Regions from separate parts of the Mus musculus genome. Here regions 1, 2, 4 and 5 are each linked to region 3. Evidence: chromatin contacts called from public HiChIP or PLAC-seq and promoter capture Hi-C data. All regions are on one chromosome and are shown on one strand. The core of a region is the stretch at or near the end of the contact, and the rest is flanking DNA. Distances in the headings are between cores, read along the strand shown. Region 1 holds the start of Rnf213 (ring finger protein 213). Region 2 holds the start of Nptx1 (neuronal pentraxin 1). Region 3 holds the start of Rptoros (regulatory associated protein of MTOR, complex 1, opposite strand). Region 4 has its middle 27 kb from the start of Gm11762. Region 5 overlaps Card14 (caspase recruitment domain family, member 14).

Region 1 (5,998 bases), core at 1,087-3,586, 440 kb after region 3:
AAGCATTGGGTCACCTAGCTCAAGTGGCCTGGCTAGGGCTGCTAGCAAAGGAAATACTCCGTTGCTGAGGGTCTCCCACCCTTCTCAGGGTCTAGTGAGTGACACCAAACCAGGGTCAAGGTCATAGGTAGTCCAGGCCAAGGACAGGATTGAGAACCCTGGATCCAGGCTACTTGAAGCACACCAGTCACCCTCGCCTCATTCAGCAGGGGCAGAGGCCACGCCCCTGGGCTGGACTCCACTTCTGCTTCCTGTGCTTGCGGCTGGCCCCGCCCCTCCTCCCCACCTGTGTCTGGCGGCCACCTTTGGCTTGGTCACAGTTACATGGTGAGCACTTTGGGACTAGGCTATGGAGGTAAACTTTGTGGACGTTTCCTGGCCCCACTTGCCACAGCCAATCCGCAATCCTTACTATGCCTCCCCTCAAAGACCCCTAGATCCGTCCCTCTGGTCATGGCACCTCCCTCTCACGCACACCTTTAATAACTCCACCACTTAGGTCCTGCCTTCCCCTCTGCACTTCCAGACTCTCTGGCTGGGCTATAAGCTACATAGACGTGGGAGAGGAGGGCTACCAAAAACCCGGCAGAGAATCCCATGCTGGTAACCCCAGCACTTGAAAGGTGAAGGCAGAAGATAAGGAATTCAAGGCCAGGCAGGGCTCCAAAGAACTTCTTAAAACCAAAACAAGCAAGCAGGGGGCGGGAAACACAAGAGTAACTATGTATCCTTTGTGGGCAACCCACAAACTGCGGGAAACACAAGAGTAACTATGTATCCTTTGTGGGCAACCCACAAACTAAGAATGGTTAAGAATGGGAGTTGGGACTGGAGGCTTTCTAGCAAACAGGAGCTACAGGAAAGGGCAGAGGCTGAGAACTGGGGTCACAGGCTTCATGAAGGTTGGGAGCTAGACAAGGTGGTGGCATTGAACAAGTGCTTTCTCAGGTAAAAGTGTGGTCTGCCTCAGCCCTCTGTCCTCTCTTGAGAGATGTAAATTTCTTTTAAGAAAGCTCTGCTTTTCGTGGGTAGTGGTGGTGCATGCCTTTAATCTGGGGAGGCCGAGCAGGACAGATCTGTGAGTTCGAGGCCAGCCTGGTCTACAGAGTGAGTTCCACGTCAGGCAGGGGCTATAAAGAAACCGGGTCTTGAAGGCCAAAAAAACAAACAAACAAACAACAATAACAAAAACAAAATGGGGGGGCGGAGGAGGAGAAAGAAAGTTCTGCTTCTCAAACCATGAGTCTCACAGAACAAACTGAAACACACCACGGGGTGGCAGGTTATCTCCTACTACAATTTTCGGTTGGTGTGCCCAAAGCCAACACCACCTAAGTCAGTTCTCTAGTGCTGCTCAGGAAACTGAGAAGCCTGGACTAGAGGCAGCCTTGCACAAGTAAGCGGCCAGCGGCACCGCCTCTCCTTTCCACCAGCTAGAGGACCCTTCCCGTGCCTCCCCCCCTGGAAACTGCGAAGCCCGGACTAGAGGCAGCCTTGCACAAGTGAGCGGCCAGCGGCACCGCCTCTCCTTTCCACCAGCTAGAGGACCCTTCCCGTGCCTCCCCTCCACCCCCCGCCCGGGCTAGACTAAGAAAAAAGCAGATGGGTTTGGGCTAGCCCATTGCGAGCGAGCGCACCTCTCGCTGCAGCTTCGGGGACAGGGGAGGCTCCCGGCTTTGACCTAGGTAAGATCAGCGCCCTGGGCACAGACGCCTGGCACGAAAAAGTTCTGGCTTCAGTTGGTGAGGGCAGACATCTGGCTCGCAAAAGTTCTGCTGCAGTTGGTGAGAGCAGATTCCGGGGCGGAGCCTGGGACCGCTTTACGCGAGGACACGGGGTTGTGTAGGTTGGGGGTCCCCGACCTTCCTGGGTGTTGCTGGGGAGCAGGGCCGACCTAGCGCTGTCCGCAACCCGAGAGTTAATGGGGTCGGAGACTCAGGGCCAGGCTGGACCGGCTGCCTGCAGTGAAACCGAAACTTGGAACATGAAGGAAGTGGCCGCTGGGCGCCGGCGCATCAGGACGCAGGCACCATTCAGGGACTGTGACCACAGGGGCCATGAGCCGCCGGCCCACTCTTCCCTAGCAGGACCGGCACCCAATGAAACAGCATCCAGAGCTCCGCATGTCGCCCCGTGGACCCTTGGCCCGAAACACCCGCGCCCTGCCCAACGGGACCTTGCACCCCGGTCCCTGCGCGTCCCTGAGACCCACATCCCGCACCCTAGGCCTCGCGTCACTGCCCCTGGACTTGCATCCCGCTCCTAGCCCAGCACCAGATCCTGGAACCCCGAAGCCCCTCGCTCGCACCTGCAGTGCCCATGCGCCCGCGCGGACTGGCGCGCTTCGATGAGGGGTCACGGGGCCGGCGCCGCCCCTCCGCCTCCTTGGCGCACAGCCTTGCTGGAATTCCCCGCCTGGTGGCGCCGGCCTAGCTCGCTTGTCCAGAGCGACTACAGCCGCTGCGTGCCCACGGCCTTCGAAATCTCACTGGCTCTTGCACCAGGGTTGCACATTCTCCCCCAACCAGGACGGACCGCCCTGAATGGGTGACCATTGATAGGTTCAAACCTCTAGCCCCAGACATCCAGCACCTTGGACAGTATCCAGGATTTAGCCAAGCTGAAGCCACCCACAGAAGGACCTGGAGGACAGCAAGAGTGTTCACCTACAGGTTGCGTGCATGCAAAGTAGAGTGATGGCAAAGAAGTGATGGCAACCCATCACATCGAAGTCCACCAAAAGCCGCTAGCAGTAGTCATTGCTAGTGGACGGCCACACTGTGTGCTTGCACTTTCTCATCTGTGAGTCTCAGTCATGTCCTTTGCCCCCAAAGCTTTTTAACTAAGTATTAGCAAGTGTGGGGAGACCAAGCACTCAAATATCTTGAGCCTATGGGAGCCATTCTTGTTTAAAGTACCACAGTATCTGAGGATGGCCCTGGACTTCTGATCCTCCTACCTGTGTCTTTTTGTTTGGTTGGTTGGTTGGTTTGGGTTTGATTTGGTTTGGTTTTTTGAGACAGGGTTTCTCTGGCTGTCCTGGAACTCACTTTGTAGACCAGGCTGGCCTCGAACTCAGAAATCTGCCTACCTCTGCCTCCCGAGTGCTGGGATTAAGGGTGTGCGCCACCACGCCCGACTTCCTGCCTGTGTTTTAAGGGCTGGGGCTACATGTGCATACCACCATGGCTGGTCTTATGTTGGAATGGAACCCAGGGCTTCTGGATGCTCAGCAAGCACTGTACCAACTGATCTCGGTTCCCAAACCTCCATGCAGCTCTCTCAAAGTCTTCCTCCTATGCACCTCGGGGCCAGACCCTCATCTTCCCAGATTTTTAAAGTTTTTTTTTTAATTGCACTTATTTATGTTGTTGTATTAGAGCCACAGCATGCAAGTGGAGCTCCAAAGACAGTCTTCTGGAACCGCCTGTGGCTTAGTTTGTTCCTTATGGTCATTCTTTACACTTAATGGGTTCCCTCCCTCCTCTGGGGGTGGTGGGGTTGAGTGAGAATGGCTTCCATGGGCTGATATGTCCAAATACTTGGTCCCCTGTTGATTGAACTGTTTGGGAAGAAGTAGGAGGTGTGGCCTTTTCCACAGGAGGTTTGTCACTGGGGGCAGCTTTGAGGTTTTAAAAGCCCATTCCACGCCCAGTATACTCTCTGCTTTCAGATCCAGATGTGAGCTCTCAGCCACAGGCTCTGTGCCCTGCCTCTATCATAATAAACTTAAGCCCTCTGAACCTATATGCCCAATCAAACCATCTCTTTAATAAGTTGCCTTAGTCATGGTGTTCCATCATAGCAACAGAAAAGTAGCTAAGAGATTCTCAGCCACTCATCAGCACCTGGAGAAAGGAGTCATGGAGGGCATGCCATGAACTATCCTCCTGAGGCTGGGAGACGAACCTGTTAGCTTGCTGGAAAAGCCACCCATGGGTGTCTTATGTAATACAGAGCAGAGCTCCTTCAGAAACACCCTGTTACCATCTGTGTGTGTGGTGGTGTGGTGGGGGGGGGGGGGGCTCAGTAAGGTGCTGTTGCAGGGTGTGGCTGTCCAGAGGAGCATCTGCTCTGCCTGAATGAACTCTCAGATGGGCACTCTGTTAGGGATTTCAGAGGTCACATCCTATTCCCAAACCATAGGTTTATGATGCAAATCCTTGAGAACTAGAGGTCTGCACTCTGTGTGTTCACAGTTGAAAGCTGTTGATCTTGTTCAAGGCAGAGGCTTACTGAGCCCTGGTCCAGCAGTCCAGCTAGCGTGCCCGCTCTGGGCGTCAGCACTCTGCTCTTCACCCTCGGCTTTGGCTCTCTAGCAACCATGGCATCTCCTTCTCTCAACCTCTGCTCCTACCATGCCCTTGTCTCAGCCTCTCTCTCTAGTCTTCCAGCTTCTTCCTGTCATTTTGCCTCCTCAAACTTTGAGAGTCCTTCTGTGGTGCTGTCTGCCTTGGTCCCTCTCTGGAACTGTGTGGCTGCCCCAGCACTGCAGCTCAGAACTGCAAATACAGGGGCCCTTTGCCTGTAGTGACACTCTGGCAGCCTTCATGCTGTACCTACCAGAGCCAGAAGCCCCAGGATTTTGCCTCCTCCTCCTATAACCTGTTGTGCAATCAGCGTTAGTAACAGCAAAGACCATGGTAGGGTGAGCTGCCTTGAAGAAGCCTGTTAGAGCCACGCTACCACACTGGGGTCAGCACAGTGGAGAGAGCCTCCTAACTAACCCAGGAACTAGGAAGGTGTCGGAGACCATATCGTGAGAAAGTAAGCAGTTTCCCACCTAATAAGCCAAATGGCCTTGTGTTAGGAGCCGGTCACCTCCTCCTCCCTATCCCTTCCTGGCACCTAAGACCCTAAAAGTTTGAATTATAGTCCCCCCTTCCTTATCTCTTCCTGACTCCCAAGACTTCTAAGGATCTGAGTTATGTGCTGAGTTCAGCTTGACACCCCGGGATGTTAAGGAGGAATCTACATTCCTGAGATAAGACTCCCAGGGCCTCTCGCCTGCAGTCAGAATTCAGCCTTCATGTCCCCAGATGCCTACTTCTTTGTTCTTTGTTAATTCCCCCTCAGCCCCTCCCTATTTTCTCTCACTGTGTGTTTATAATCAGGCTCCTAGCCTTCATTAAACAGACCTTGACAGGAATCCTCCTTGGTTTCTCTCCCCCCCCCCCCACCGCCCATTTCTCTTGCAGGTTTGCGGTTCCCCTCGTACCCACGAATAACTGGGTCCTGCTGGTCAGGACAGGAAGGGTTGTGGAATACCAATGAGGGACTGACAGGTCCTCCTGAAGTCCGGTCCTGGTTCCTCCCGGCCCCATGCTCCCAGAAAGAAGGCTCAGGCTCAAAATATATTTACAAATACCTTGGCCATACATATATAGCTAGGCTCTTCTCTAACTAGATAGCCATAACTTAAACTATATAGAAATGATTTGTGCAGGGGCTGGTGAGATGGCTCAGCGACTAAGGTCACTGACTGCTCTTCCAAAGATCCTGACTTCAAATCCCAGCAACCACATGGTGGCTCACAACCATCCATGATGAGATCTGACACCCTCTTCTGGAGTGTTTGAAGACAGCTACAGTGTACTTACATATAATAAATAAATAAATCTTTAAACAAAGAATAAAATTTTGTGCTGGTGAAATGGCTCGGCGGTTTAAGAGCACTGACTGCTCTTCCGAAGGTCCTGAGTTCAAATCCCAACAACCACATGGTGGCTCACAACCATCCGTAATGAGATCTGAGTCCCTCTTCTACCCTTTCAAGCCCCAACACTGCAGGAGAGAAAAAAAGAATAGAGAAGAAAAGAAAGAGACCCCTATGATGGTTTGAATAAGCTTGGCTTGGGGACTAGCCATAGTAGGAGGTGTGGCCTTGTTGGAGTGGGTGTGGCCTTGTTGGAGGAAGTGTGTCAACAAGTATGCTCTCTGATCAAGGTGCAGAACTCTCAGCTCCTGGGTCAGACTGCAGTGATCCCTCTTTGATGAT
Region 2 (5,659 bases), core at 3,149-5,648, 290 kb after region 3:
ATATGTGTGTGTTCATGTGTGTGCATGTGTAGGTGAGTGCGTTGTGTGTGTGTGTTTATGAATGTGTGTTCACACCTGCATATGTGTGTGCGCACAGGTGCAAATGTCTATGTGCACATGCATGTGTGTATGTGTGTGTGCTTGAGCATATGTGTGTGCATGTGTACATGTGTTTCTTGCATGTGTCTTTGTGCATATGTATGTGTACATATGCACACATGGCTACAACTGCCCTGGGGGGGGGGCATGAATGAGATGGTGGGGTTCCTGGACCTGGAGTTATAGGCAGCTGTGAACTACTCACTCGTGAGTTCTAGGACAGCCAGGGCTACACAGAGAAACCCTGTCTCAAAAAAACAAAAAACAAAAAAACAAACAACAACAACAACAAAAAAGTACAACTTCTTGCCACAGACACGCCCATGAAGAGGACAGAGGGCTAGACCTTTTCCAGCACTCCCAGGGAGCAGGTTCCCTACATGCCACATGCCAGTGGGTGAGACTCTGTCAGGAGAGTGACTCTGAGGCACAGGTGGGCTGAGGCTGTGACTCAGAGGCCTGTGAGGCTGGCTGCTGTCAGAGCCTCCCCACCCCTCAGTCCCAAGGGGAAGGAAAAATTTCACAGGTCCTGACTGTGTCTTCAAGGCTCAGCTTCCTATAAGAAGCCGGGCTGCTGTTTGTGGATACTGTTTCTCTAACCTTGTGTGAGGGGTACAGTCACACAGAGAGTGTTAGTGGTGCCAGCACCGGCCTGGAGGAGAAACAGAATACATGCAGTGCCCCAGCAACCGGAGTGCTGAAGAGACTTAGCCCCAAAAGCACAGGAATGGGGAGGGGGGTAAGGAAAACACCAGCACTCTCTCCTCCTATGCAGGGTAGTCCCTACTCAAACAGCATCTATGGCAGACACAGCGTGTCCCCTGAAAGGGTTTGTTGGCACGTGGCCAAGTTGCCCTGTGTCCCAATGGCTAATGAGACTCTGTACTTCTCTCCTTGGGAAGGGACTGAAAGGCTTCCCTCTACCCACTCCCAGGTTCCCCTTGCAGGGCTGGCTTTACTAAAGCACAAAGTGCTTCATGCTAGAGGGTCTCAGAAGCAAGGGTGTGGGGAGGCTGGTGCCCCTGTCAGAGGAAAGGCTGTGGGGAGGCTGGCGCCCGTCTGGCACTGTTTCAGACCCACCTGTCACCTACACATGTCAGCCTCCAGGAAGCTCTGTGCATATGGGGCTGGTCCTGATGGTAATGCCAGATGCCTGCCCTGCTCATAACCATGGCTCTGCTGCAGGGTGGGGCTTGGGTGTACCCGTGTGAGCTCCCACTCTCCAGTGGGTAAAGGCCCTGATGGGCATTGCTGTCCTCAGAGTACTGTGTGACTTCCCTGTGTAGTCTTCCTGAGAACACCCACCCTTTCCACTCTGGCACCAAATATCAGCTTGCAAACAGAATTTACCTCGTACTCACAGGCCTACACCGTGCGAGGACTGCTCCCTCCCCCAGTGTTATGCTGAACCCGGGCCAGCTGACTGTTCAGTCTTCAGCAAGTCTGGTTAACAAAGCCATCATCCAGGCTTAAATTATATAAAATTATAATGAAATAATTATAATAAAAACTAAGTATTCTAAACGCATCATTTCCTCAGTATTTTAGACATCTCTGTTCTGCAGGTATCAATGGGATTTGCATGGGTGTGGTGAAAATGCACTACAGCTCTGTGTGAGACCAAGGCTTCCCAGGCTTAGGTGCTGTGCTGTGTCCACAGACTGAGTATTTACCCCACTCTTCCGCTCAACTTCAGGCTCTGCGATGTGGTGCCCATGTCAGGCACAGAGACATGCCTGCAGTCATATAAGTAGCCAGTGGAGCACCCACCTACCAACTTCCTGGGTTTCCCCTCTGATGGCTTTTCTTTGCCCCAGACCCTCTGGGCTACCAGTCAAAACAATGAGAAGCAGAGCCAACTTTATAATGACCAGGGTAGACTCTCCCTACCTAGGATCCTGAGAACCCTCTGGAATGGATTTAAAGAGGGTAGAGGCCTCTTCCAGTGTGTTTGCTCACATGGGCTGGGCAGTTTAGCAATGGTGGTCGAATGGACTGTATCCTTGACTGTCTTCCCTGCTCCCTGCTCCCTGCTCCCTGCTCCCTGCTCCCTGCTCCCTGCTCCCTGCTCCCTGCTCCCTGCTCCCTGCTCCCTGCTCCCTGCTCCCTGCACCCTGCTCCCTGCTCCAGGCTACACAGATCCCAAAGGTCTTGCCACCTCTGGACCTGAGCGCAGGACCCTTTCTTCCCTTTGAGCCCCGCCCCCTCCCATCATCCTCCGTCAAAAGGTGAGGCACCATCAGCGCCCACATGTGACAGTACCAAAGTCACCTAGGTCTTCTGGATGATAAAAATCGGACCCTTGGGCCGCTCCTGGGGCTCAAGATACACTAAGCGCCCAGCTCCCTCTACACACCTGCGGGGGAAGGGACAGGCTGGTCTCCTGCGCCCACGCACTCTGAGCGGGGATAGCCTCGCCGCAGGGCCAGGCCAGGAACTGCTTCGCGTTAGACGCGTGGGGGGAGGCGCCGCCGGGGCCGAAGCGCTAGGTCTGCGCGGGGTCCCCGCATCCGTCCGCGCTAGGTTGGGAGTTGGGGGCAGACGTCGCCCAGCAGCGCAGCGCCCCGGGTTGGGGGGTAATTCCTAGTTCTGCCGGTGTACGTCCCACGCAGAACGGCGGGAGGCTAGTTCTGAGACCCCAGCGGAACCTAGGGGGCACCCAGATGCGAGACGCTGCGTTCCTGCGTTCTGTACCTGACGGTGGACCCGCCGGAGCGGGAGCCCCGCACTCCCTCTCTGCACCACAGCCGCGTCCTGACTGCGGGGTCCCTCTGGCGCCCGGAAGCGGCGGCCCAGCGACGCTCCTGTCGTGTAGGGGCCACGGCAGCTCGCAGCACGGACTCGGGATGGTTAAATGCCGAGAAGAGAAACACAGGCAGTGGGGCGCCCCTGGGGCTCGGGGCTGGGAGGAGGCGTCGGAGAAGACCTGGATAGTGGCTTCCCTGCCAATCTGGCTTCTACCTTCACCACCGGTGATGCCCACCGGAGAGTGGCATCCTCTGTCCGAAGGCTGCCAGTGGGTCCCGGACTGGCGCCTCACAGTCCGGACCTAGTCTGGTCCATCGCAGACCCGTAAAAGGAGTGAGGCAACCGAATGCTTGACTGGAAGGTCTATGGGGCGAACCCAGCCAGCCTGTAGTTGGGCTTTTCCAGTCATTTAAAACCCGATGTGGGTTCTCCCCGCCTTCGTTTTCTTTTCAACATAATTGGATCTTGGGCGAGTTCCCAGGTCCGATTCTGACTCCGACGTGGGGCTGCAGCCCAGACCCTTGTCCAGAGTCCCCAGAGGCATTGAAACCTGGACTGGAATCCCAGCCGGCAGTGCTGCTATCCAGAAAAAAAGGAGGTATGGGTGTGCAGGTGGCTGGGTAAGGTGTCTGTAGGAAAAGGGTAAAGAGGTGCGAACCCCTGTAGATGCGAAGTCGCTGCCCACCTCTGAAACCCCTCCTCCAAAGTCCAGGGGCGCGAGGAATGGGCTAGACGGGGTTTCAAGTGGACCGGTAAACCCAACGCTCACATACACCTACAAAGGGACACACAGACACGCCCAGAGCGGTAAGGGAAGAAGCTCCCCCAGGGGCCCCTTTTGAGTGGCCAGCCAGCTTCTGGGGCGCCACCTGCCTGGAACTAGGCTGGCTTGGATGGCAGGAAGGGTTTGATCCACAGATCCGAGAAGGCCTTAGCCCTGACGAGTGCATAGTGCGGGCTCTCGTTTCCGGGGGCGGGGGACATTATTAGGTCTACAATCCTCAGGAGTTGGAAGAAGGGGAATACAGTAGGGCGGGGAGCCAGGGCGTGGGGGATCCCCAGACTCAGAGTGCTCCGTGGCTTTCAGCCACAAATGTCCATGAATCATTGTTCGGCCTCGCGACCCCTTTTCTGGACCTCAGCGAGCTGAACGCAGGGGACACCGACGTTGACTATTTAGGAAGAAGAGGGCTGCGAGCGCATGGAGCCCGAACCACACGGGCGCTTAGTGTGGAGCAAGCGAACCGAGCTTGTCTTGTGGCCATTCTTCTTTTCCGAGCCCCGTTGGAGATTAGGGGTATTGGGCAGGTGCCCCACCATCTAATCCAGGCCCACGGCCGATCTCCTTCTTGGCCCTGTATTCTGGTAGTCTTCGGGGAAGCGGCGCGGGCCCAGGCGGGGGCGTGCGTGCGGAGGCGGTGGGAGGGGGCGGTGGCGGATCCGGGAGGGACGAGATGGGGAGGGCCGAGGTAGCTCCAGCCGCGCTCCCGTGCGACCCCCGCGGCGCCGCGGGGCCGGTCCGCACACAATTAAAGCGGGATTCCTCCCCCGCTGACGTCGGCGGCGCCGAGGCCCCTCCCGCGGCTGCATAAAAGGCGCGGGCTCCGCAGCGCAGGCGGCAGTGGGGGCCGAGGAGCGCGGCCGAGAAGACTGTGCGGCGTAGAAGCGCGGTGCTAGAGCGCGGGCCGCCTGCGGAGCGACTGCCCCAGCCAGCCCGATCCCGGTCTCAGCCCGATCCCCACCGGAGCCGAGCGGCCCCGGTGCTCCAAGTGTCCGGAGCCATGCTGGCCGGCCGCGCCGCACGCACCTGTGCGCTGCTCGCCCTCTGCCTCCTGGGCAGTGGGGCCCAAGATTTCGGGCCGACCCGCTTCATCTGCACTTCGGTGCCGGTGGATGCAGACATGTGTGCCGCGTCCGTGGCTGCGGGCGGCGCGGAGGAGCTTCGGAGCAACGTGCTGCAGCTCCGCGAGACCGTGCTGCAGCAGAAGGAGACCATCCTCAGCCAGAAGGAGACCATCAGGGAGCTGACCACCAAGCTTGGCCGCTGCGAGAGCCAGAGCACCCTGGACTCGGGTCCCGGCGAGGCCAGGTCGGGAGGCGGCCGCAAGCAGCCTGGCTCGGGCAAGAACACGATGGGCGACCTGTCCCGGACGCCGGCCGCGGAGACGCTCAGCCAACTCGGGCAAACTTTGCAATCTCTCAAAACCCGACTGGAGAACCTCGAGGTCCGCGTGAGCTGCGGTTTCCCCTCCGTGTTATGCGCCCTTCTGCCCTCGCCCACCCCATCCCGACCCGGTCCGGCACCCCCGTCCCCCCTTCCTTGCCTCTTCGGCGCGCTGATGCCTGACCGGCGCCTCTCGAACCCTGCGGGGCACCGAGGGCTGCCACTCGCTGGAGCTTCCCTCCAGGCCACCCCCGCAATCGCCCCAGGGACCGCGTCGCGGGCCTTCGCGCACGGTCCGGGCTGCACGCCTAACGGTGTGGTTTTCCCCTGCCCTTATGCCCCCGCAGCAGTACAGCCGCCTCAATTCTTCCAGCCAAACCAACAGCCTCAAGGATCTGCTGCAGAGCAAGATCGATGACCTGGAGCGGCAGGTGCTGTCTCGGGTGAACACTCTGGAGGAGGGGAAAGGGGGCCCCAAGAACGACACAGAGGAAAGGGCCAAGATCGAGAGCGCCTTGACCTCCCTACACCAACGGATCAGCGAGCTGGAGAAAGGTAAGGGCTCAGGGGAACGTGCTGCATGCTCTCCAGAGACAGCCTGCCTGGGTCCTGCTCCCTGCCCTGGCCTCTTGTCCCGGCCCCACTCTG
Region 3 (5,337 bases), core at 1,088-3,587:
CTCTTCTTTTTATTTCTCCATATCAAGCTGAGATTGTGTCTAGTTCCAGAAAAAAAAGCCTGTTGGTAATTTTACTAGGATTATATTAAAGTTATAAATTAACCGAGAGAACACTGACATGTTTATGACACAGAATCCTACTGCAAGAGAGCAGGGTGTGTTCTTATCTGCTGAAGGTGACTGTGTGTCTCTCAGGAATGGTTTAAGGTATTGTTTGTGGCGGCTTTCCCCATCTCACAGTAGATTATCCCTGGATTTATGACCTTACCGCACACAGGCTGCTCTTCCTGTCTAATCTTCTAGCTGCTGTCACTTCAGCTTCTGTATTAAGGCTTCTATCTCACTAAGTTCTTTTATTGGTATTAATAGAGCCTTTGGGTTTTTTAGACATAAACTTACCCTACCCACACACACAGAATTGGGGCTGGAAGTCACTTGTTTCCTAGAACTCAGTTCAACTCCTTGAATGACTTCTGTTATGTAGGCCTTACCCTGTCTCTGAGTGCCCCACAGAGCTGTGTCGGTGGCACTGAGATCACAATCCCATTTCTTCTAAGACAGAATCTTGCTATGCAGCCCTGGTTGGTCTGGAACTCACTAAGTACAGCAGGCTGGCCTCAAACTCAGAATTTGCCTTCTATCTTGAGTGCTGGGATTAAAGATAGGCCTAGGTTGTTGTTATTGTGTGCCACATATGATGTATGTATGAGCTCACATGCATGGCATGCCTGTGGAGGTCAGAGGTCAACTCAGTAGAGTTGGTTCTCTCACTGCACATTTACGTGGGTCTCAGGGATTAAACTCAAGCTGCAGGCTTGTCCAAGAAGCACCTTTGCCCACTGAGCCATCTCACCAGCCTTCAAAATTATTCCCAGCTGGTGTTCAGAGGTGACGACTGCATCCTTTTGAGAAGGACATTCAAAATGTCCTTCTCTTCCTTCACCGGTTTGACAGTCCAGCTTGCTGTCCCCAGTCCACATGCCACCTCTGGACCCCAGTGGCTTTGTTTGCTGCTACTCAGCCTCTTCCATGGAGAGGAGCACCCGAGTCTCCCAGGCTCTGCCTTACAGTCAGGCCGGTCAGAAAAGCTCTTCTTTCTGTATAGACTGACAGACGGGGATTGGCCATTTGTATTTCTTTCCCTCTTGGCTACACTCACAGGACAAACCCTCCATGTCACAAGTGGTTATGATCTCTGAGGTAGCATACATGACCACATAGTGACAGTGATGTATGCTGCTCATGATGTGTATCTGCACTGGGGAGAAATGTCGCCATGTAGATACACTTGTAGCCACTGCTGAAAACACCTTCACATGGTATTCTATCTTACCAGACAGTGAGACAGTACCCAGAACCCATTTACACAGTACATAGCTTTGCTGACTGGCTTACACAAAACAAAGGTTTCTGCAAACACATATCCCTAACATGTCCCTTCCCTTCACTGGTTTTCTGCAGACTATAACCTATACTTGAGTCATAAGAGACCCTCAAAGCATCAAATTATATGAATGAGGTGGCAGGGAGAGAGGAAGAGAAAACATTTATAAGTTTTTCCTGTGAGCATGTTCCTGACTCCTGCTCATCAGATGTGGCTCTCAGTGACCGGGAGGAAGACTCTGCCCAGTCAGAGCTAGGAGACCCCCCCCCCCCCATCTGAAAGACTGTTTCTAGGAACATGGCTTCCTCACAGAGAAGGGAGACTAGAAAAACTTAGAAGTATAAAACTAAATTCATCCCAAACACAGAGACTTAGAACAGCCTGATAGTTTGAATGGAAAATGTCCTTCAGAGGTTCATGCATTTGAACACGTGGTCCCTGGCTCATGGTGCTCTTAGGGGAGGTCATAAAGCTTCAGAAAGTAGAGCCTTGAAGCGGGAGAAGTATGTTGTTGGGGTGGGTTTTGATATTATAGCCTTGCCCATTTCTGGTTTGCTGTCAGTGATCTGTGTTTATGGCAGCTGTGATCTGAGCCTCTGCTCTGCCTCCTTTGCCTCCTCTGCCTCCCACTCCTCTGTTGTCTTACTCTGGAACTGTGAGCCAAAATAAACTTTGTCACTGCTGGTCCCAGTATGTAACCACGGCAACAGAAGAGTAACGAATACAACGTCTAAGTACATAATGAAAACAAAGCAACGGATACAAAGTCTAAGTACACAAAGAAAACAAACAACCCCCATACCCACATCTGGGTCCGGAACAGAACAGGTGAAGGAACAAAGCAGTGTTTGCAGTAATCGCTGGGGCTGGGAGTCATGACTTTGAAGGAAGAAGCACGCTAACACAAACGGCAAAGCACGTGTGAGAAGGGGGCTCATCTGTCTTCCACCCCAAGCCTCTCACTACCGCAACCCAAGTGCAGGTGTGCAGAGCCAAGGGGCCTCCTCATGCTGCCATGGACATCAGAGGTACAGAGGGTTGAGGGAGAAAGGGGGAGGGTTGATTTGGAGGAGCTGAAGCCCCTCCCAGGGAGAGTGGACAGAGAAACCCTGTGGTGCACCAGAATGGTGCAGCTGGTTAAGGTAAGGCACCAACCGGCACAGGAACACAGGTCTCACTGTGTCCACTGAGGTGCCTCAGACACAGGAAACTGGGGCGGGCTCCACTGTCACCTCAGATTTCTGTAAACCTAGAGCTATCCCCCAAAGCAAAGCTTAGCAGGCAGGAAGCACGGGTATCTAGATAGAGGCAGTCTGCATTCCTCCTAGAGCAGCCCCACGGTGGGCCAGCAGAACAGGGAGGATGCTCAACAATGCCTGACCCATAGAGAAGAGGCCGACATTGAACTCTCTTCCAACTGAGCTTTGTGTACGTGAAGAGGCAAAATGCGGAGCAAGAGAGGTTAGGCTGAGTACCTGATCAAATTTATTCAGAGAAGAATCTGTTTGCGGAGGAACCAGACACTGGGAAGCTGCAAAGGATACACAGGTTGTAGGGGCCGAAGAAAAAAATCCCACCTCCTTCCCTGTTGTCTTTGTCCATGGAAGCTCTTCCTGTGGTATGCCTGTTTGTATGCCTGACTTTGGATTATCCCATCAATACCAATTCAGAGTGTTTTCCCACATTCCTTGACATTGTGCCCTTGATGTTCCCCAGTGGTGCTATAAATAAAACTTTATTAACTGTAATTTGGAAGGTCTGCCTGAATTGCACATTAATTCTGTCTATGAAAAAAACCCTCAATTAGCTGGAACCCAGCTTACACCAGTCCTTAATTAACTGCCTCCCTCCCTTATTCTTGTTAATTAGCAGAGAGACAGATGATAACAACAACTTGGGAAACTTATTAAAACCAAGCAAGCATGTCCTTTCTCACACTTGGATCTTAGCTTCAAGTTTCTGGGGTTGTGTGTTTAATTTGGAGTGTCAGGAAACTAGAAAGAACCCACAAGATGGGGGAGTGAACAAGCCCTTAGTGGGGCAAAGGGATAAAGACCACATATTATATAATAGCACAGAATACTAACCTACTCTTACCTTGATCTAACATTGGCTTCTGGCCTCTGTATACATGTGCACCCTGCCCCGAAATATTGTTAACAAAAAGGACATTTTCTTCCATAACCACAAATCCATTCTCTGGGAATTCTCAGGGACAGTACTATGCTCAGATTCAACTACATGTCACAGCCTCTGGCTTTGGTCTAGGTTCAGTTCCAGGGCAGTGTTAGGTCACCTCGCAGCATCAGTCTTAATGAAGAATAGCAAGCCCACTTTCTGATTGAAAATCAAGGTGGAAACAGAACAGGTCACTGTCAATATCCACACCATTGTCTATAAGATGCCAAGACATGGCACAGACTTACAGCTCAGACCCCAAAACCCAGGCACATGCGTGTTGTGAGGCTACCACCATCGAGGGTGAATCTAGCTCCTGCATGTTCGTGTCCTTTGTAAATCCTGCCCCTTCCTTGCCTGCCCCAATAGTTGATCTGCCTGCCCTGACTACAGACAAGCTCACACCTTCTGCAGTTTTAAACACACAGAGTCACACAGTACACAGCTCCATTACTGGCATTTTTCAAGTGGCACTGTTTTTGTTTGTTTTTAAGCTGCTGATTAGCATGTATGGAAAAGCTGACATATTTGCCTCTTAGTGTCCATTTGGACTACTTCCAGCTTCAAACTATTAGAACAGAGCTTGGTGTGGTGACCTGCTCCTGTGACCCAGTCCCTGAGAGACTGAAGACTGTAACAGTCTCAATGCCAGCTCCCAGCTTCCAAGAGAGTCACTCTAGATGTCATGATACAAGTCTGTGTGACAAGTGAGAACTCAGAACAGAGCTGCTGGACGAGGGTATTTGGGTCAAGCCTGATAGCTGGAGTTGGAGCCCTGGCTTTAGGGTTAGGGGACATAATAGAGAATTGATGCTGCAGGCTGTCTTCTTACCTTAAAGAAATAGTTGAAATTTTGAAAGGGTTCTGTACTATGTGGACACATGACTTGAAACTATTTTTCTCACCTATGGCCTGTCTGTCCATGTTAATGTTGTCTGCAGAGAGAAGATATTTTCATCTTGATAAAGACCATTCATTAAGTTACTTTGTGGTTTTGCATAATATTGAGATTATATGACTTTTTCTTCTTTTGTTAATAGAACTTTTAATCGTTGTCTTAGTTTCCTTTCTGATGCTGTGACTAAACACTCTGACAAAGCAATGTATGGGAAAGGATTTGTTTGGCTTACAATCTCAGGGTGCAATCTATTATTGTGGGAGGTCAAGCAGGCACTGAAGCAGCCAATCACATCACCACCAGGAGCGGAGAGAGAATGCATGTGCACGCTCATTACTCAGCTCACAGCACACTCTTATACACACAGGCCCCAGGCCCGAGAAGGACACTGCAGGAGTGGTGCTGTTCCCAACGACTAATGTCCTCAAGACAATGCCTAGATCTTCCATAGCTGCTGAATGCGGGGGCCCCCACTGAGCCGCTCTCCCTTTTGATTCTAGAGCAGCGGTTCTCAGCCTTCCTGAAGCTGTGGCCCTTTTTATACAGTTCCTCATGTTGTGGTGACCCCAACCATACGACTGTTTTCAACGATACTTCACAACTTTATAACTGTTATGGTTATAAAGGCTGACATCAGGTGTCTTTTGGTCACTCCACCTTACTGCTTTTGAATTTGGTTTCTCACTGATCCTGGAGAGCCCAAACTGGCTGGAGCCCCAGGGACAGGGACCTACCTGCCTGAGGCCATCAGTGCTGAAACCAAGGGTGCTCTCGGCTTTTATGTGGATGCTGGGGGTCAAATTCATGTAGTCATGCTCTCACGGTAAGCACCTGAGTAACTGAGCTCTATCCCCAGCCTCGCGGTTGCGTGTGTATT
Region 4 (5,742 bases), core at 159-2,658, 260 kb after region 3:
GGAGGTTAAAACATTTAAGAACCATCATTAAAAATAGGACTTGAAAAAAGGATTAAAGTTACAGTCATGGGTCTCTGTTCCCCTATCCTCCTCAGTCTGGTCCAGCAATATGACTGATGCCTGCAGACACCGGTGAATGCCTGCTTCTCTTGGCTGTGCCTAGAACACAGAACCGACTCTGGACCTAGCTCTAGAGCAACATAGCTGGACTTCTGGTCTGGTTCTGTACAGCCCTTTTACCTCTGGGCATAGCAAGATGCCACCTTGGACTTTGACTCATAGCCATGACACCAAAGCAGAATAATGTCACAGTAGCCAAGTCTGTGATGACAGTAATGAACCCCTGACCTGGGATCTGGTAGTTCTCTGATCAGCTGAAGACACCTCCTCTTTCCCCTCATCCAGGGAACAATGACAGTCTGAGCTATCTCTTTTAGCTAATTTTTGGAGATGCTGGGCTATACTGCAAGCAGAGAGTTAATTTAAAAGGAGGCCTCATGATGGGGGGGATGCAGGCATTTGGGGGTCACCCATGCTCCAGTAAGTAACCCCTTACCTGTTCTCTGTAAGCAAACCCAAAAGTTCACTGGTCTCACTTAAGTCAGACTTCAGTGAAATCGTGCTCTGGCTTGTCACTGCTGCCCATCTAGGGTGATAGGATTTCCCCGCTGTGTCTCCCAGGAATGTTAATGCAGCACCTGGGAAGGGATGGGGAGGGATTGCCAGAGACACACAAGCTCACTGTCAGAGCACAGCTGCCCCACATGCCAGCAGATGCCCCTGCAGGGCTCGCTGGGGGGCAGGAACGGGAGACACAGTGGCAGTTTGTTATACATGACAGCTCTCTGAAAAGGGCACAGCATTTACTTTAGCAAGTTTGAGATAGGACTCGAGAGCTGCCTGCTGAGGGTAAATACCAAGGGTTAAAAGGCAGGTCCTGCGTCATCACCCTTTAAAAAGGACAGGAGAGGGGCCAGCAGGGACTTGGCGGCATTCAGAATTAAGATCTGAGTATCTCAGCCCTACACCTCAGGGATGTGAAGGTCCAACTCTATTTTAGCATCATAAAGTTCCCGGGAGCTGGATCCAAATAATCTCCAATCATTATGGAATTTCAGATTTCTGGGCCCGTTTCCAAGCCTGCTATTAAGGCTGTTCATCAGAAGCAGCCACAGCCAGTGCCAGAGACTGACCCTCGGTGGAGTCAGAACTGAAGTCCTGAGGCCTCCTGGGGTTCAGGACCCCCCTTGTCCTCTGCAGGGTTCTTCCTCTCAGCTCCTGGTGCTGAACCTCTCTCCAGGCCCCCTGGATGTGTTTTTTAAAGATGAGATTTGCATTTATACCTCAGTGCTTGCTGAGAAGAGCAGCTCACGCGGGCAGGGCTGATCCCAGCAGATAAAGGCCTAGAATAAGTGAGTGTGGTGGCACACACCTTTGAACCCAGCACTCCTGCCTGAGGCAATGGGGGGGGGGGGAGGGGGTAAAGGTGGGCAGATCTTTGTAAACTCCAGCCAGCCTAGTCTTCACAGGGTTTCAGGCCAGCCAGGGTTACAAAGCAAGATCCTGTTTCAAAACTAACTAACTAACTAAATAAATAAATAAATAAATAGCCCTCACTTATGACTTAACATTATGAGACAAAGAAACTGCTGCCGGGCGTGGTGGCGCACGCCTTTAATCCCAGCACTCCGGAGGCAGAGGCAGGCGGATTTCTGAGTTCGAGGCCAGCCTGGTCTACAGAGTGAGTTCCAGGACAGCCAGGGCTATACAGAGAAACCCTGTCTGGAAAAACCAAAAAAGGAAAGAGAGAGAGAGAGAGAGAGAGAGAGACAGAGAGAGAGAGAGAGAGAGAGAGAGAGAGAGAGAGAGAGAGAGAGAGAGAGAGAAACTGTTGAGTTTGTTTCATGTTGGCCATCTACAGCTGGGCTTGGGGCCGACCTTTAAGAGTGATTTGTTTCATGGCTGGAGAGATGGCTCATCGGTTAAGAGCATTGACTGCTCTTCCAAAGGTCATGAGTTCAAATCCCAGCAACCACATGGTGGCTTACAACCATCTGTAACGAGATCTGATGCCCCTCTGGTGTGTCTGAAGACAGCTACAGTGTGTTTATAATAAATAAACAAACAAATAAATAAAGTTTTAGGAATGATTTGTTTCCCCAGTGAGACTTTCTTGGAGAAAACTACATTTGTTATTTGCAAATGGCTATTGTCTTAGGGTTTTACTGCTGTGACAGACACCATGACCAAGGCAAGTCTTATAAAGGACATTTAACTGGGGCTGGCTTACAGGTTCAGAGATTCAGTCCATTATCATCAAGGCGGGAGCATGGCAGCATCCAGGCAAGCATGGTACAGGAGGAGCTGAGAGTTCTACATCTTCATCTAAAGGCTGCTAGCAGAAAACTGGCTTCCAGGCAGCTAGGATGAGAATCTTAAAGCCCACACCCACAGTGACACGCCCACTCCAATAAGGCCACACCTGCTAATAGTGCCAATCCCTAGCCAAAGCCTATACAAACCATCACAGCTATCAATGGGAGATTAGGGTTGGGGGTTGTGGGGGAGGCATGTGGCCACCTCTCCTTCCAGCTCTAGGTCCCCATCCGGTGCAGACGTGTGCAGACCCTGTGCGTACTGCCTCAGTCTCTGTGAGTGTGCAGGCTCTGCTGTGTCTAGGCCTTGATTCCTAGATGTCCTTCTCTTCATCCTCTCTGGCTCTTGCAGTCTTTCTACTTCCTCTTCCTCAGCCCTGAGGGGAGGGATTTGATGGAGACATCCTTTTTTAGGGCTGAGGTTCCCAGTTCTCTCACTCTGCATGCTGTCTAGCTGTGGGTCTCTGTATTTTTTTGTCCCATCTGCTGCAGGATGAAGCTTCTCACGATGGCTGAGCAAAGCACTGACCAATGAATAGAGCAGAAAGTCATTAGGAGTCATTTTATTGCCAAGTTCCTTTAGCAAAACATCAGTATTTGGTTTTCCCCTAGTTTCCTGTCCTATATAGTCTTAAGCTCTTAGCCACCAAAGCAGCCCTGATTAGGGGTTTCATTTATGGAATAGGCTTTAACTCAAACCTGATATTGGCTGATTATTCCCACAACCTTTGTGCCACTTCTGCAGCAGTGTATATTGTAGGCAGGTCACTTGTAGATAAAAGGGTTGAAAGGGTTTGTAGCTGGGTTAGAGTTACCTTTGTCCTTTGGTGGCATGCAAAGTACCTTCCAGCACCATGACCATTAGTCCACAGGGTGAAGGCTCTAGCTAGGCACCAGCTTTACCTCCTCATGTTCACTGAGCTGTGTAGAGCTGCCTTCAGCCACAGGGCCTAACTGTCAACTTGTGCAAAGCCACCAACAGCTTTGGCAATAGCCAAAAACAAAGTCTCTTTATGTGGCCCTAGCTGTCCTGGAGCTTTGTATATATACCAGGTTAACCTTGAACTCACAAAGAGCTGCCTGCTTCTACCTTTCAAGGGCTAAGATTCAAGGCTTGCATCCCTATGCCTGGCTACTGATAATTAAATAAATAAAAACAAGCCAGGAGTGGTGGAGCATGCTTTTGATCCCAGCACTCGGAAAGCAGAGGCAGGAGGATCTCTGTGAGTTCAAGGCCAACCTGGTGTAGAAAGTGAGTTCCAGGACAGCCAGGACTGTTACACAGAGAAACTCTGTCTTGAAAAACAAATCGATTAATTAATCAATCAATTAACTAACTAATTAATTAATTAAAATAAAGAGGCAAGACCAGCCAGGCATGGTGGCACACACCTTTAATCCCAGCACTTGGGAGGCAGAGGCAGACAGATTTCTGAGTTCGAGGCCAGCCTGGTCTACAAAGTGAGATCCAGGACAGCCAGGGCTACACAGAGAAAAAAAAAAAAAAAAGAGGCAAGACCCAGATTCCTACAGGAAGGACAAATCAGATACCTCTGGTCTCAAGGCGTTTGCTCCTGCAAATTCCAGACTTGCTGGGCCCACAACCTGGTGAACCAGCTCCCCAAATCAGCACCTGCACTACACTGTCTCTCTCTGTCTCTCCTCCTCATTCTCGTCCTCTCTTTCTGCCTCTCTCCCTCTCTCTGGAACCCTGACTGATGCATGCCACCAGGGCGAATTGCTTTGTTTCTGCTTCTGAGGTAGTCAGCTGGGCACAGGGCAGATACCTTCAATCCCGGCCCTTGGGAGGCAGAATCAGGAAGACTGGGAATCTCAAGTCAGTCTCAGCTACATAGCAAGCTTGCACATGGGATGCCCGTCTCAGAACTAACAGCAGAGCCAGGGCAGTGACTCTGGAGGGTGCAGAGCACTTGATGTATAAACCTGACAGCCTGAGCTCCATTCCCAGAATCCATTGCACAAAATTGCTCTCTGCCCCTTATATGCGTAGCATGGTGCTAATGCCTACACACACACACACACACACACACACACACACACACACACAAGAGCGATGATGCTGGAATTCAAACAGTGAAAACAAAACAAAGAGGGAAACGCAGAGCTTAGGGGACAAATCAGTCAGTGAAGAGCTGAGTTCAGAAGCTACATTAAAACAAAGCAAAACAAAAACCAACCAAACAAACAAACAGAAAACAGGTAGCAGCACATGCTACAATCCTCGCACTAGGGAGACGAAGCTCGGGGCTCCTTGGAGCTCACTGACCACCCGTGTGGTGAATTCCAAATAAGAGATTCTGTCTCAAAATTTTAAAAAAGGTTGCAAGGGGGTATAGTCCCTAAGGAACTGGCAATGCTCAGGTGTGTGTGCGTGCTCACTGAGCACACACACACACACACACACACACACACACACTCGAGGGAGGGAGGGAGGGAGGGAGGGAGGGAGGGAGGGAGGGAGGGAGACAGCAGAAACAGGGACAAAGAAGAATCAAAGTGAAGGACCTCTTCCATTCAGATACTTCTGTTTAGCTCACTGAGGCAGCATTTGAGAGGAAGCCTGACTTGGAGAACAATGCAGACTCTGTCAGGCCACTCGCCCCTGTCAGGCCTGGTCACCTGGTCCCCTGCCCAGGCCTCCCAGATGCCAATGGCCCCTCTACAGTAGCTCCCTCACCACCCTTGTTCCTGGGACTCTGACAGGGGAGGCTCACACTCTTCGCTCATCTGGATGCTGTTCGTTCCCAGCGACTACCAAACCTGTGGGCTGTGCACATATGCGCAGGGCTGTGCGTAGGGTCCCACGGTGGACTGACGTCTGTGTTTCTAAGTCCGACTGTCTTGGAGACTGTGTTTGTTCTGAAACTTCAGTGAGCAACCTTGCTTAGCGGGGTGCGATGAGCTGGGCAGTCCAGAGGGAAAGAGGCATTTATGATTCTTCCTCCAGACTGGGAGGCCGATTGTGACACTCCTTCACTTGTCCCTGGTCAGGCGCCTTAGGGAGAGCGAGCGTTAGGGCTGGCCTTGTGTTTACAAAACTCATTCTCCTGGGTGCCTCCAGCCTTGAATGCCAGAGGAAGTTAATGCTTTTAATTAAATAACGTGCATCAGGATTTTTCCACTGCAACCACCCATGCCTTATTATTCCTGCTATACAAAGGACCCCAAGACTGCACAGGGCCTATTTAAGCCATTTAAAAGACAAAAGAGAAAGCCCTTATAATCCAGCGCTTGGACAGTGGAAGCAGAAGAATCTGGAGCTCAAGGTCACGGACTCTGCCTCAAAAATGGGGGGTGGAGTCCTGGAAAGAGGGCTCAGTGGCTAAGAGCTTGTACTGCGCTTGCA
Region 5 (5,728 bases), core at 1,344-3,843, 500 kb after region 3:
TAAGAAGGTCATGTATAGACAAAGACACACATACTGAACTGGTCTGAAATGACCAAAGCCAAGATGGGACTGGGGACTTCCCACACACCTAAAGTGTTGGATGAGCCAGGAAGGACCCACACCTGCAGCCCCCAGAGAGCAGGACTCTGGTGAGGCCCTGAGGTCAGACATCCTGGGAACCATGAGACAGTTGTCACCATTCAGTGTCCCATCTGTGGCCCTCAGTTATAGTATCTCTGAATTTATGGTCCCCTGCTCTGGTCGCTTGACTGAGGAGCACGTACCTGCTGAACATTGCTTAAAACCTTGGAGGAGACACAGCTTTTTACCCAGGATCCTTCCAACTAATCTAGGCACAAACAGCACAGGCCGGGGCCGGGCAGGCCTGTGGGGGTGCACCAGGGTGTACGGTGCCAGGGTGAAGCAGCTCTCTGACCAGAAGCACACGCTAGGACCACCTGCAGAGGACAGAGGTTGTGACCATCTCCCACCTGTGTCCCTGCCCCCTCTCTCCCAGGAGACACTGATTGTGGGGGGCATTCTCAATTTCAGTGCTGCTAACTGCATGCTGGCACAGCTGCTATGCTAACTGTGCATGCTGGCACAGCTGCTATGCTAACTGTGCATGCTGGCACAGCTGCTACAGAGCTCACAGCTCTTCAGAATGAACCTCTGAGGATAGGAGGAGCTTGGTTCCTCCTGAAGGGTGTGAGGGTCCTGCCCTTCACCCCAACTCTTCCCCCTCCTCATCCATGCCGTTCATCCCTGCCCCTCAGGCCACAGCGTCCTCAGCCTCCTCCCTCCTGGACCCTGGGTTATTTAGGTAGCTCCTGTTTTCAATATCAACCTTATTTTTGAAAAGGTTTATTTTTACTTTTACATGTTTTGGTGGTGTGTGTGTGTGTGTGTGTGTGTGTGCGCGCATACCATTGCTTGCAGAGGCTAGAAGACAGCATTGGATCCTGTAGGATGGAGTTACAAGTGGTTGTAAGCTGTCTAATTTGGGTGTTGTAACCAAACCCGGGCCCTCTCCAAGGGCAGTAAGTGTTCTTAACAGCAGAGCCATCTCCTAGGCCCCAGTACCCAGCTTAGATTAGGCATCCAAACTGTCTTAAAGAAAACGAATTATTTCCCTACTACCAGACTCACTTCTGATCAGCTTCACTCTGTAGTTGTTACCCGTGGGCTTACACCAGTCAGACCTCTAGCATGACCACGTGCATACACTGGTCACCTAGTGACCTTCCTTACAGAACACTGGGCGATTGGTAGGTTTTACTGTTCCTGCACACACTTGTGGGCTAGTAGCTTTTGTATAGTTTCACTGGGTCGGGCCTCAGAGTGGGGCACGGCCATTTAGAAGACATCAAATGTGATGCTCAGTTGCTGTTCAGAAGGTGGGTAGATATTTATTATGATCCGTAAAAAACAGCCTGGGGTGGGGGGATGTTGGAGAGATGGTTTTGCTGTTAAGAGCACTGGCTGCTCTTCAACAGACTTTAATTCCAATTACCCACATAGTGACTCACAACCACCTGTAACTCAATCACAATGGATCTGATGCCCTCTACTGGCCTCCGGGGACACTGCATGTCAATAGTACACATAAGTACGTTCATACATACATACATACATGCATGCAAAACATCTAAACAAACAGACAACAGCCCCCGGCCCGAGTGAGAGACACCACCTTGATGGTACTGCTCAGAAGTGACCCCCAATGCCCACATGGTCCCTATGCCAACCAGCCAGGCCTCACCTTCCTCCTTGCCAGAATCCCACTGGCTTTGGTCAAAGGATGAAGTCAGAGGACTGACAGCGGCTTTGTCCACACTGACAATTCGTACTAACTTCTGTGGTCCTCCAGGAGGCTGTCACGGGAGGAACAGGGGGACAGGAAAGAGAGCAGGCTCAGCCATCAGTACTGGGTTTGGGGCCTGACACCCCCTCCCTGCTTCAGCACCCTGCCACATAAGCAAATCCAGAACAGCCTCTGAACAATCAGGCTGTGCCATGAGCAACCGGGCTTCCCAGGCCCCACACCAGGGGTGAGAGGCAGGGGAGGGGCCTCAGGCAGCAGGGCTCTGCAGGAAGGGGTAGGGTGCAATAGGCAGAGAGAAGAGCAGGCCCTCTCCCGACTTAGCATTGCCATGCTCCGGGCAGGGATATCCTAGCACCTTGCTCAGGGACAGATGGGTGCTCAAAGTGAAAGGTGCTCTGTGTCCCAAGAGAACAAGGTGCCCGACCTCAGAGGAAACAAGAACAGGGGGTGGGTTGGTGACAGGAGACTGGGAAAGTGAGGAAGAGCAGGGGCCACTCTGAAACCAGGCCGGTGTGTTCACACGGCCCATTCCAAGGGCCTGCAGGCCCACAGGGCTTGGTGGGGAACACAGGGTCCAGATAGTGCCCTGCTCAGCTCAGTGGTCCACACCCCTCACACAGGATTCCACAGCACCCCGCTCCCTTCCAGCCCACCCCAGGGGCACCATACCCTTCTGCCAGAGCCTCACCTTGCGGGGGACTGTGCACCGTTGAGTCATGTCCTGGATGAGGGCCAGAAGCTGCTGCTGAGCCCTGAGCAAATGAAGGAAGAGAGGCTCTGACAGCCTGACTGAGCCTCCTCAAGGACAAGTGTGACACAGGCAGGGAGCAGGAGTGTTCCACCCTGGGCGCATAGACTCAGGCCTTGAAAATATCTCCTAGGCCTCAGGCCAGGCCAGGCCATGCTAATTTAATTGCCCTACACTGGTCCCAGTGGAGCTAATGCCAGGGCACATAACAGAGAGGCACCTACCACCAGCAGACCCATGCACTCAAGTAAACCTTTTCTTCACTCTTTATCTTGGGCAGGCACTCTGCTATAGTGCAGCGAAGATTCTGGAAGGTGGAGGGACCTCAACACTCAACTGAGACAGGCAGATGTTGTCCTTGGGACATCTGCGGGGTTGTGCAGTGCCAGCAGCAGCTACTCACTGTGAATAGTTGGGGATGGTGCCAGGCTCCATGTCTTTCATGGTGTAGGGGTTCACATGGTGGGCATGCCAGCAGCTGCGGCCTTGGAACATGGTGTCAGTGACATGCAGGATGTCATTGCAGTGAGTTTGCAGTTCTCCGTCCCCTCCCCTCTGCATGGCCAGGTTGACACGGATGTAGAAGGAATCCCCAGACGTTACCACTTTGGCATCTAGGTCCTGGATGAGGTTCTTATAACCTGATAAAAGAAGATGTAAGTGGCTGGGCAGTGGTGGCACACGCCTTTAATCCCAGCACTTGGGAGGCAGAGGCAAGCAGATTTCTGAGTTCGAGGCCTGCCTGTTCTACAGAGTGAGTTCCAGGATAGCCAGGGCTACACAGAGAAACCCTGTCTCGGAAAATCCCCCCAAAAGAAGAAGATGTCAGTGGTTGATGATCCCTGACCTCTGAGCTTACACAAGGAAGGTTCTAGAATGTAGAGATGGGAGAGGGAAAAGTTATGGAAGGCACCCAGTGGGATGGAGGGAAGTTTCCAGTTCATTAGAGTCTGGGGAATTTAGGGAGACCCTGGCTGAACTGCCTTGGCTCCTGGTAGGTACAGCAGGGTCACAGGAGGGGACTGAGAGCTGAGCAGGTGTGGGGTGGTGTCTGTACCTTCAGTGTTGATCTTCACAGACAAGTAGCAGGAGCCATTCACCCTCCTGAGAAGGCCCACAGCCTGCTCCAGCGTTGTATTCTCCAGAGTGGCCCTTAATGATGGCTTGGTAGGTTTATAGTCCACCTGAGGGCAAAGTGTGAAGGTGGGCTTCTCACCAACATGGGATGGCAGCTGAGGTGGGGTGGGGGTGGGAGCCTTCAGAGGACCTCTCGGCTTTCGGCAGCCACCCACATATCTTCTCTCATGGCCTATCCAAATCCCTTGTCACAAGCTGTGTGTAGTGAAGTGAGAATTCTGGAATTCTGGTTTCTTTAAAAACACAGAAATATTACAAGAACGTGTTTTCGTTTTAATCCCAGGTATGGGGATGTGGGGCTGCTTCGGACTGTCCGCAGCAGCTGACTTAAGATTTGCCTCGTGTTCTAGGAGAAGCATGGGGTTGCCAGCTGCAGATAGTTTCTGCACTTGTGTGATGTTTGGAATTCTGGAAACTTTTTAGAGAGTTTATAAAGGCTAAAGCCCTGATATGTGGGTGGGAGAGCGGTTGGTGGCCATTGGGGAGGGTTGGTTGTTAGTAGTTGTGCTCAAAGAAGAAACAAAAGGAAAGAAATTAAATTCAGGGATCGTGATCTCTCTCTCTCTCTCTCTCTCTCTCTCTCTCTCTCTCTCTCTCTCTCTCTCTCTCTCTCCCTCCCTCCCTCCCTCCCTCCCTCCCTCTCTCTCCCTCTCTCCTTGTTTTTCTCCTATCTAGTGTTAAGGTGTGAAGCCAGGGGAATAAAGGGTGGGGAAAAGAAGAGCCCACAAAGTAGCAAAGACCAGCTACAACATAGGGATAGTGTTGTTACAGCATCAAGATGCACATATGTGCATTCTACACATTCCTGGCCTAAAGAGAAGAACCTACAAAGTAGCAAAGACCAGCTACAATGTAGGAACAGTGTTGTTACAGCATCAAGATGCCAACATGTACATTGTACACATTCTGGCCTGAAGAGTTGCCCATCAACCCACCCCTGAACTTTCACTGCTGAGGACAGCCTCTCTGTCATAACCACTTTCCTCTGTTAAAAATGGGCTTCAGGAGGTTCCAGAACATTCTGGATCATTCTAGATCAGGGTTCTGTATGTTTGGGACATAGTTGTTCAAGGCTGTGTCAAGGTTGTTGAGTGGTGTCACTGGTCCTCCCTCTAGGTGCAGAGTGTTCCACCCTACCTCCACAGCTGTGAAACCCCACAAGGTGCAGATTCCCTGCTGCCTCCCACATTGCATGGTTAAGTTTAAGGAGCCATGTTCTTCTGTGTTAGTGTATGTGTGTACTATGATACATGCTGGACTGTCAGTTCAGAGTTGCCCCAGGACTGCCTCTCAAATGCCTTAGGGGATCTCTGCATTATGATGGCTCCTCTGCTGACCGGTCAGTCTTAGGACTGAAGTATCACAGAGCTCTCCATGACTGTATGTAGAGAGGAGTCCTTGTAGGTGTGCAGGCTCCTTAAGAATGAGTGACTCTTGCTTCTCTGTGGACACCCTTTCTGAAGGGAATGCCCCTGCCCAGGTGGTCTGCCCCCGCTCCCTTCTCTCATTAGGGCCAACAGGTGAGCCTCAGGGGTGGGGTGAAAATCATCTGGCATGGTTTCTTGATATTTTTAAAAGGCTTAAATCACTTGTTGCTCTTCCAGAGGACTCAAGTTCTGTTCCCAGCACTTCCATGGCAGCTCACAACTGTCTATGACTCCAGCTTCAGGGCGTCTGTTGCCTGATTCTGGCCTCTGCAGGCACCTTGCACACGTCCCTCTCACATACATACACATAATTAAAAATAAAAGTAGGGACTGGAGAGATGACTCGGTGTTTAATGGCACAAGCTGCTCTTCCACAGGACTAGGGTTCAGTTCCCAGCATCCACATAACTTAACTCCAGTTCCTAGACATACAACCACCTCTTCAGACTTCCATGGCACACACATGATGCACAGTCATGCCAGCAAAATATCAATACACATAATAAAAAATTGAATTTAAAAAATCATTTAAAAGGTTTGAAGTTTAATGATTCTGCTTCTGGGGCTGGGAGACACTTGGTGGGTAAAGAC

Evidence for each region. Promoter capture Hi-C pulls out the DNA fragments that hold promoters and counts their contacts. HiChIP or PLAC-seq counts read pairs in DNA pulled down with a chosen protein or histone mark.
Region 1: a promoter capture Hi-C map of embryonic stem cells shows a contact between it and region 3, with 2.6 times the contacts expected there. The contact joins the promoter of Rnf213 here to the promoter of Rptoros in region 3. A contact is called at or near these places in 2 of 39 promoter capture datasets (embryonic stem cells and liver).
Region 2: a contact with region 3 is called in an H3K4me3 HiChIP or PLAC-seq map of forebrain, with 6 times the contacts expected there. The contact joins the promoter of Nptx1 here to the promoter of Rptoros in region 3. A contact is called at or near these places in 19 of 39 promoter capture datasets (the 3T3-L1 cell line, 3T3-L1-derived adipocytes, the C10 cell line and 13 more), 1 of 15 datasets of contacts at CTCF or cohesin (the NIH/3T3 cell line), 4 of 484 Hi-C or Micro-C datasets (the N1E-115 cell line, bone marrow-derived macrophages, cerebellum and 1 more), 13 of 115 datasets of contacts at active chromatin or transcription factors (astrocytes, craniofacial prominence, embryonic basal ganglia and 9 more) and 3 of 9 other capture datasets (adipose tissue, liver and pancreatic islet).
Region 4: a promoter capture Hi-C map of liver shows a contact between it and region 3, with 2.4 times the contacts expected there. The contact joins the enhancer-like site here to the promoter of Rptoros in region 3. A contact is called at or near these places in 20 of 39 promoter capture datasets (the 3T3-L1 cell line, 3T3-L1-derived adipocytes, the C10 cell line and 13 more), 3 of 484 Hi-C or Micro-C datasets (bone marrow-derived macrophages, embryonic stem cells and nephron progenitors), 1 of 115 datasets of contacts at active chromatin or transcription factors (embryonic stem cells) and 1 of 9 other capture datasets (liver).
Region 5: a contact with region 3 is called in a FOXA1 HiChIP or PLAC-seq map of pancreatic cancer cells. The contact joins the enhancer-like site here to the promoter of Rptoros in region 3. A contact is called at or near these places in 9 of 39 promoter capture datasets (the 3T3-L1 cell line, the C10 cell line, cranial neural crest and 4 more), 1 of 484 Hi-C or Micro-C datasets (embryonic stem cells), 2 of 115 datasets of contacts at active chromatin or transcription factors (embryonic stem cells and pancreatic cancer cells) and 3 of 9 other capture datasets (adipose tissue, liver and pancreatic islet).

The regions. Positions count from the first base shown.
Region 1 is chr11:119,386,437-119,392,434 of GRCm38.p6, reverse strand. Rnf213 (ring finger protein 213) reads right to left here and starts at 2,336. Exons shown (of 68, transcript NM_001040005.3): 1 at 2,309-2,336. It overlaps Mir1932 (microRNA 1932), which reads right to left and starts at 1,963; the gene lies at 1,874-1,963.
Region 2 is chr11:119,546,559-119,552,217 of GRCm38.p6, reverse strand. Nptx1 (neuronal pentraxin 1) reads left to right here and starts at 4,398. Exons shown (of 5, transcript NM_008730.2): 1 at 4,398-5,072; 2 at 5,359-5,566. The coding sequence starts at 4,629. It overlaps Gm11762 (predicted gene 11762), which reads right to left and starts at 3,588. Exons shown (of 4, transcript NR_045099.1): 1 at 2,456-3,588.
Region 3 is chr11:119,831,365-119,836,701 of GRCm38.p6, reverse strand. Rptoros (regulatory associated protein of MTOR, complex 1, opposite strand) reads left to right here and starts at 2,337. Exons shown (of 3, transcript NR_045313.1): 1 at 2,337-2,412. All of the region lies in intron 13 of Rptor (regulatory associated protein of MTOR, complex 1), which reads right to left.
Region 4 is chr11:119,572,462-119,578,203 of GRCm38.p6, reverse strand. No RefSeq gene overlaps it. Among named protein-coding and RNA genes, the nearest start is that of Gm11762, 27 kb to the right of the region's middle. Within about 2 kb of position 1,408, at least 12 of the 459 cell types and tissues checked have an H3K27ac peak or open chromatin away from gene starts, as enhancers often do. A contact at or near this core is called in liver, where this site is marked.
Region 5 is chr11:119,335,721-119,341,448 of GRCm38.p6, reverse strand. Card14 (caspase recruitment domain family, member 14) reads right to left here. Exons shown (of 23, transcript NM_130886.4): 16 at 3,631-3,757; 17 at 2,977-3,214; 18 at 2,514-2,577; 19 at 1,763-1,874; 20 at 285-458. Among named protein-coding and RNA genes, the nearest start is that of Sgsh, 17 kb to the left of the region's middle. Within about 2 kb of position 2,593, at least 22 of the 459 cell types and tissues checked have an H3K27ac peak or open chromatin away from gene starts, as enhancers often do. A contact at or near this core is called in pancreatic cancer cells, where this site is marked.